Linked DNA regions of Gossypium arboreum: regions 1 and 2 are each linked to region 3. Evidence: chromatin contacts called from public Hi-C data. All regions are on one chromosome and are shown on one strand. Each heading gives the region's core, a stretch centred on a gene start, on an enhancer-like site or on the middle of the called end of the contact. The rest is flanking DNA. Distances are from core to core; before and after follow the strand shown. Region 1 holds the start of LOC108460258 (thioredoxin H2-like). Region 2 holds the start of LOC108460256 (inositol hexakisphosphate and diphosphoinositol-pentakisphosphate kinase VIP2-like). Region 3 holds the start of LOC108460746 (serine/threonine-protein kinase PBL34).

The links. Hi-C and Micro-C count contacts between places; a contact is called where the count stands out from the background.
Region 1: a contact with region 3 is called in a Hi-C map of leaf, with 3 times the contacts expected there. The contact joins the promoter of LOC108460258 here to the promoter of LOC108460746 in region 3. A contact is called at or near these places in 2 of 5 Hi-C or Micro-C datasets (both in leaf).
Region 2: a contact with region 3 is called in a Hi-C map of leaf, with 4 times the contacts expected there. The contact joins the promoter of LOC108460256 here to the promoter of LOC108460746 in region 3. A contact is called at or near these places in 2 of 5 Hi-C or Micro-C datasets (both in leaf).

What each region holds. Positions count from the first base shown.
Region 1 is chr4:10,102,773-10,105,472 of ASM2569848v2, reverse strand. It overlaps LOC108460258 (thioredoxin H2-like), which reads left to right and starts at 1,279. Exons shown (of 3, transcript XM_017759692.2): 1 at 1,279-1,610; 2 at 1,718-1,840; 3 at 2,482-2,700. The coding sequence starts at 1,476. The coding sequence ends at 2,628. It overlaps LOC108460256 (inositol hexakisphosphate and diphosphoinositol-pentakisphosphate kinase VIP2-like), which reads right to left. Exons shown (of 30, transcript XM_017759690.2): 30 at 2,513-2,700.
Region 2 is chr4:10,085,380-10,088,079 of ASM2569848v2, reverse strand. LOC108460256 (inositol hexakisphosphate and diphosphoinositol-pentakisphosphate kinase VIP2-like) reads right to left here and starts at 1,406. Exons shown (of 30, transcript XM_017759690.2): 1 at 835-1,406; 2 at 573-632; 3 at 1-8. The coding sequence starts at 903.
Region 3 is chr4:9,927,975-9,930,674 of ASM2569848v2, reverse strand. LOC108460746 (serine/threonine-protein kinase PBL34) reads right to left here and starts at 1,284. Exons shown (of 6, transcript XM_017760368.2): 1 at 274-1,284. The coding sequence starts at 457.

The sequences.
Region 1 (2,700 bases), core at 30-2,529, 170 kb before region 3:
CATAATACAACAATGAGAATTCAAATAATTTTTGCTAATAGAGATTAGAGATTAGAGATTTGATATTTAATACTTATTAAAAGAAGGTTTAAGGGTGTAAAAGTTTTCAAATTAAAAAAAGTAATTAAGTTCTTTTTTTTCACTCAATTGGGGACTTGAACTTTTAAAATGTATCAAAAAGGCCCTCAAACTTTTTCAAAATAAGCAATTAAACCCTAATTTTTTATTTTTATTTTTTACGCTTAATTGGGTACTTAAATTGTCAAATGCATAAAAAATGTCCTTTGACCGTTAAAGTTAACTCCCCCTCATTTTTTTCAGTTAAAGTCATCTGTATCACAATCGCGGCGTGACATGTGGCCAAAAAATTATAAAAAGTAAAAATCAATAAAAGTTATAAAAATTATTAAATTTTAATAAAAATATAAAAGTATTTATATTTTATTAAAAATAAATAAAAATTATAAAATGCATCAAAAATGCCCTAAAATCATTTACTTTGACCGTTGACCTTTAAAAGTTAACGACCTCTAATTTTTTTTTAAGTTAAAGCCATCATATGTGACAACACAACGTGACATGTGGCGAAAAATAATAAAAACAAAAATCAATAAAATTATAAAAAATTATAAAATACTTCTTTTAGTATGATAATTTTTATAATCTTTTACTTAATTTTATATTTCTTTATATTTTTATAATTTGTTACGACTTTATAAAATTTTATAATTTTTTCTATATTTCTATATATTTTATAATTTTTACGATTTTATAAAATTTTATATTTTTTATGATTTTATAATTTTTAATAAAATTTTTAATATTTTTTATTTTTATATAAATATATTTTTATAAATTTTATTTTTATCATTTTGTCACATGTCACGTTGTGGTTGTGAAACGTAATGACTTTAATTAAAAAAAATTAAGGACAGTTTAAATATTTAATTGAGTGCAAAAAAGAAGAAGTAGAAGCTTAATTGCTTTTCTTGAAAATTTTAAAACTATTTTGATGCATTTTAAAAGTTAAAATATTTAATTAAGCAAAAAATAAAGATTTAATTTTTTAAAAAATTAAGATCTTATTGAAATATTATAAAGTTGAATTATATAAGTGAGTATAAAAAAAACACAGAAGCTTAATTATTTTTCTTGAAGAAATTTAAAGACATTTTATGCCCTTAAACCTAAAAGCAAATTCTTTGCGTACGTGATGCTCAAGCCAAGTCAATTCAACGGTTTTTAACTTTAATATTTTTGCAAAAATAATTTTAGTGAAGACCATGAAATTTATTTATTTTTAAATTTTTTTTACATATTTTTATTTTTATTTTTATTATGAACCCAAAAGAGTACAAAGAAAAAGTGAAAACGATAAAACCGAAGCTTCCCTACTGCCAGCCGCCTGCACAGCATATTGTCCATTGTTTTTTTCCCTTTTCGATTCTTTGATTTGAGAAAGGAAACAGGAAAAAATGGGTTCTTTCTTTTCATCCGATTCAACGCCAGAAAAGTCATCATCTTCATCTGAGCATTCAGGCATCCAAACCTTTCATTCATCACCCAGATGGCAACTTCACTTCAACTCTGTCAAAGACAGCTCACAGCTTGTACCTTTCTTTCTCAACCCTAAATCCTTTTTCTTTTGTGGGTTTTAAATGGTTGTTTTGATAATTATATGAAAAACCTGAATCTTGGTTTTTCTTTTCTTTTTCAGATGGTTATAGATTTCTCAGCTTCTTGGTGTGGGCCATGTAAATTCATGGAACCTGTTTTGAATGCCATGGCTGCTAAGTTCACTGATGTTCAGTTTGTAAAACTTGATGTTGATGAACTGCCTGTATGCATTCTATCCTTTTTCTTTCTATGTATACACACACACACACACATATGTACATCTATACATGATTTATAAGTATATTGTTTAAGGGTGCATTTAATGTACAGGGGAATGATGAAAAACATGTGATGAATCTGAAAATTTCTGAAACTTATTAGAAACTTTATAGGCCCCCATATCATTCTGTGTATTGAAAAGCACATTTCAATTAGTTGAATTGGATCATAGAGTCTGTATACTTGTAATTTGGATTGAAAAGATATACATCATCTTTTAGAGGTTAAAGGAAGGGGTATGATCAACCAATCTCAACTCAAGCTTATATTCAAGATGAGATCTTTCTTAAGCTCAAATTTTGTACTCAGCCCTGATTCGAGATAAAAATCAAATTGTTCGAGCTCACTCGATTAAGCACATGTGTTAAAAATGAGCTCAATTACTATATTTCAAATTTGAATTGTCTCTCGAGCTCAACTCCAAATTGCTCCTACTTGAATTCAGCTCCACTCATAGCTTGAGTTCAAGCTTGAGAATTCGCATTTTTTCAAGTTGAATCTTAGTTGCTTGTGAGCATAGGTGTGTTGTTTAGATATATATATATTTATTCCCTTGGTTTTTGTTGGTTCTTGGTGGGAATTTAGGATGTGGCACAGGAATTTGGGGTTCAAGGAATGCCAACTTTCGTGTTGCTAAAGAAAGGGAAGGAAGTGGATAGGGTGGTTGGAGCCCAAAAGAATGATCTTGAGAAGAAAATTGAGAAACACAGGGCTCTGGTAGCTGCTGCTTGAACTTTCAGCTTGTATATTCTCCATTAATAATGTCAAATGGGATTTCCCTGAATTTGATTATGTTTAAACTCT
Region 2 (2,700 bases), core at 157-2,656, 160 kb before region 3:
TGGAGAATCTACAAGAAGAAAAAAAGAAAGACATTGCAATGCAAGAAATCCATAAGAACAAAACAACAAAACATTTTTCTTGAAGTACATATCACCGAAATGGAGAATCTACAAGAAGAAAAAAAGAAAGACATTTCAAAGCAAGAAATCCATAAGAACAAAACAACAAAACATTTTTCTTGAAGTACATGCGTCCAGCACTCATATCTTATGCATATTCGGACATGGATGTAAGAAATATGGCCGTTGAAGTACCCTTCAACTGACATGGAAAAAAATTTAACATGCATGTGTTGAACACATATCATATCCAATACTTAGACCCAAGTTTGATTAACATAGGGTGCAATATAGCACACACTAACAAACTCCAGCATATCATTCCAAACACTTAATTAGAGTTTTACCAAAAAATAAAATTTACATATTTCATCAATGTAAATGAGCAAACCATGGTTTATCCATTTATATTTCCCGTAAACTAATTCACGTTACATCAAATTCAACTCATACATAAATAAAACAATTCTAATTCAGATTAATTTAAAGTTTAAAAGTTATATCTGATCTACCTCAAATTCGCCAAAAGCCTTAATCCTGTCCAAAATCTGTCTCATTGGAGCTGAAAAAGCCTGAAAAAAGAACAGGAAATGTTTTAAAAGCTTAAAATTTAAGCATTAACACATAGCAATAAATAATAAATTATATTACTATACAAAGTCACACGTCGTCCAACTATATTATATTTTTTATGAAAAAATTATAATTTTTTCATATATTTAGTAGAAAACTCGAGCGAACAAAAGAGACAAGGACCTCGCTTCCGCATTTCACCTTCTTTTCCATGACGCAAATTCCAACAATTATCTTCTTATATCCTCTTCCATCTCCTGCTCCTACCATCTCTGAATCTTCCTTTTACTCTTTATATCTCAAAAAAGAAAAGTAATCTCAGCGAACAAAAAAGAACACTGCGACGGAAAACTCTTCCGCTGTGAATCACCGCCAGAACGCAAATCGGAAACTTCCAGGTATATATATTATCATACGTATAATATAAGATCAAGAAGAAGTAAAAAATAAAATAAAATAAAACAGTGAAAACGGGAAAAAAAAAAGAAAGAAAAAACAGAGAAAGCGATTCAGCGAAGAATAAAGAAGGCAAGGCGTTGAGTAAGTCGCGAGAAATATCGGAGAGGAAAATGAGATGGAACGCTTTCCAAGCCGAACAAAAATGAAAAACTTCTATTTTTTGAATTAAAAATATATTTATAGATTCATTTTAGTATTGAGGGAGGGGGTGTTTGGAGTGGAAAGATATTGGATTCCGGAATATTCAAGTGGATGATGATTTTGCTTTGTGACAGGGACGTGCAAAGTTTACGGGGTTTTTTTGGTAAATTTCTTACCCTTTAAATTCTAACTACATCTCCTACTTTAAAGCTTATATCAATTAAACCTATTGCTTTCACATTGATACATTATAGGTATGTATGTACGCATGTATTTTTAAATTTTTAATTATTTTACATACCACTTAACTGCGAAATGAAATGACTTAATTGGTATAAACTTCTAATTTTGACAATGTGATTAAAACATTTTAAAGTTTGAGAATCAATTTAAAATATTATTTGTAGTTTTAAAATGTTTGGTACAATTTTAAGGGCTAACCCAAAATTTGGCATGGGTCTCACTCCTAAAATGAATTTTTTATTTAAATTCTTTAAAATTTTAAAATTTTAAATTAGTAAAGATAAAATTATACTTTATTCCCCAAATGATAAAATTTTAATTTAACCATTAGAAAGTTACAATTTAATTTTGACTCTTAAATAATTTTCTAACTTTGCCCTTGTACAATTTACTATTTTTCATAAGTTTAATAGAGTGTTTAATTTTGAATTTTCTTTAATATAAAATAAATATATAATAAATTTAATATTTTTAATCATAACATAAAAATAAGTTGTTTTAGATTTATTAATTTCAACTTTCATTATGTACTAATTTCAAACTAATATAAAAATAGTATAATACAAAAAGTTTATATTTGGTAGATTCACATCTCTTTTATATATTTATTTTTAAAAATTTGTAGTAAAAGTTTAAAACCATACATAAACTTTGATCAAATGTATAATTAGTGATGACAATGGTGCAAGGTGAATTGTTGTCCACCTCGACCTCGACCCTAAGTTCTACTCTCGTCTCTCGACTCTAACTCGATCCTGACATTAAAAAAATAAACTTGCCCTAACCTCAACTCAAAATTTTATTAAAAGCCCGATTTCGACCCATCCTGATGGAAGTTTATTTTATTTTATTGTTTCAAATTAACCAATTCTTTGATTATAAAACAATTCATTCTAATATGTTGAAATCTTTTATTATGAAACAATGTCTTGAGAACGTGCTAACTATTTTTTATTTGCTTACTTGATAATATAAATTATGTATATTAGTCACTTTGCTAAATCTGATTCAATTGGAGCTATTAGTTCAGGAAGTAAGAACAATAGTGCAGTAGGCAGTAGATGAATTTATATAAGACGTTTAAAGCTATTTACTTGCCTACAATAGATGAGTTTATTCAATCAATGGCTCCATGTAAATAGCACAAGATAAACACTATTACATTGTCACATACGAATTTTGTATTTGGTTCTTTTCTACAGGTTTATGTCCCTTTCAAGCATC
Region 3 (2,700 bases), core at 35-2,534:
CAGCATTGGAATACCCCATTTTCAAATAATCAATCAATATCTAACAAGGAATATAATCAATGAACATGAACAAAGAAACTACAAAAAACAGTGAAAGAAAACCAAGAAGAAATTTTAATTTATACACCATATTGAGTGCTAATTATATAATCAATCAATAGATTTCAATTCATCATTAGAATGCCCCCTTTTTCAAATAATATTCAATCAACATGAACAAAGAAACTACAAAAGCAGTGAAAGAGAACCAATAAACAAATTAAATTTATATACCATATGGAGTGCTGGTTCCACTAGTGGAACCCTCCATTTTGGTTCTTGGAGACAAGCAGTTTCCCATAAACCTAAACTTAAACCAACATCCAGGCTCACCATCTTCACTATCTTTCTTCTTTTTCCCTTTGGATTTTTCAACATTCCAAGGCCCCACCTGGATATCACCTGGAACTAATCCCATTTTGCAAGTAATCTTCACACTAAATTCCCTTGTCTAAATAACACTTCATGTCACCATAAAACACCCAAAAAGATCAGTTTTTTAAAACAAAATTAATAATCAAAATTTACCAAGCAAGAGAAAGGATGGAATTCCCATGAAAACAGATACCCTTTTGTTTTAAACTGAAAAAAAACAACTTGATTCTAAGAAAACTAAACAACACAAAATGACATAAACCCAGATTAGAAAATAGGTCTAAAATTAAACGGCATTCAAAGAAAAGAACATGCAACGCAAGAAATCAACTCAAAACAGTAATACATAGCTAATATTAAGAAGAATGAGAAAATCCAAAACAAAAATAAAAACCCAAGAGAAGAAAACCCACCAAAAAACCAAAAAAAAAAAAAACCAACCCCAGACTCTTCAGTTTAGCCTTGACACCCAACACAAAACATTCAACTCAAATTTACTTGAAAGAGTAACAAACAACTCCAAAAAACACACTTAGACACAAAACAAAGAGTTCAAATTCTCCATTTTTTTTCAAAGAAGGGAAAGGAATGCAGCAGCATTTGAGAAATGAAAAAAACTTTGAAAGCTAAAAATGAAAGAGAAGAACACAAACACACACACACAAAAAAAAAAGGTGGGGAAAAGAGAAAAGAGCGGTATTTTCGCGTGAAAAGGAGTGAGAGTTTGTGTGTGTTTTTGTAATTTTTGAGAAAACTAAGTTTAAATTAACAAAAGAAAAAAAGAAAAAAAAAAAGGAACAGTTTGGTTGGATTTGAGTTATCCTGTTCCAAGGCCTACAGGCTACTAACGTTTGCTTTTTTGTTTTGTTTTGTCTTGTTGTTGTAAATACTGAATGAGAAAAATAAATATATTATTTATGACCTTTTTTGTTTGTATATATAAAGCCCAAATTAATTAAGCATACCCCAGAGAATAAAAACTCATATTAGACTGTAATTATGACTTGATTCTTTTTTTAAATTTTTTTTTATATATTTTCTTTTAACAGTAATAAAACGTTACAATTACTTTGTTGTTTGTGGATTTAGACCAAGCTACAACCACTATTTCTGTCTTTAATCAATTAAAATTAGACTCCATTTTTAATATTTTGTGTTGTTATATAAAAATCAATTAAAGAAATTATTAAAAACCAAATTTTAAAATAGATGTTGTCTGGTTTGAGTCATTTTAATTACGTTGGTTGTTTAGGTTTTTTTTTGTTACTATAATTCATTAAAATTTTAAATCTAAAATAGGACATCTTTTTATAAAAATTCAAAATAGGACATTTAACTTTCCAAGTATTAATCTTTTATCATTTCAATTAAAACCGCATTATTATTTTATGAATTTTTTATATAAAATTTATTTTTCACTTACATTATGGGAGTGTGCAAAAGATATGTTTTAATATGTACTAGATTATGTAACACCTGTATCGTGGGGAAGAAAATCTCTCAACTTAACCACTCTGTTGTAATTTCAATTATTTAATTTTAAAATAAATCATAAAATTATTTAAAAACATAAATATTGTTATACTAAGATTTATTTTAACTTTTTTAAAATTAATTTGATATTTGACCAATTTATCTGTGCAGTTTTTAAGTAATTAGATTTATGTATTTTTACGGTCTTGGTGAAAAAATTTATGTAATAAACATATGTATTAAAATTTATTTAAAATCAAATAATGTTTTCAGGGTGAAACCAAAAAAGTTTTAAGGGGCGAATTAAAATTTTAATTTTTAATAGCCCATATTTTTATAACTTTTAAAGGACTAAATTAAATTTTTATAATTTTAGGGGACAAAGTATAATTTTACCTTTACTAATATAAAATTTTAAAAATTTTAAATGGTCTAAATAATAATCTTCCATTTTAGGGGGGTCGGCCCACGGCTCCCCCTAGATTCGCCTCTAGATGTTTTAGTTGAAAAGGTGAAGATTTGATATGCATAAAATCTTATCATTGATAAATTTTTATTGATGTGTAAAATTATAAAAATACTCTAATAATAATATAATTTACATTGTAAAAGAATCATTTTTATAGTTTTTAATTAAATTGAAACTTAATTATAGATAATACTAATTTAATTGAGAATATAAATATAGATTCATAAATATATATGTGGTAATATAAACAAGGTTAAAATTGTAAATTAAATAATTTTTAAAATTTAATATTTATGATTAATTCAGTACAATATAAAATTTTTAACTTAGCAAACTACATTTCC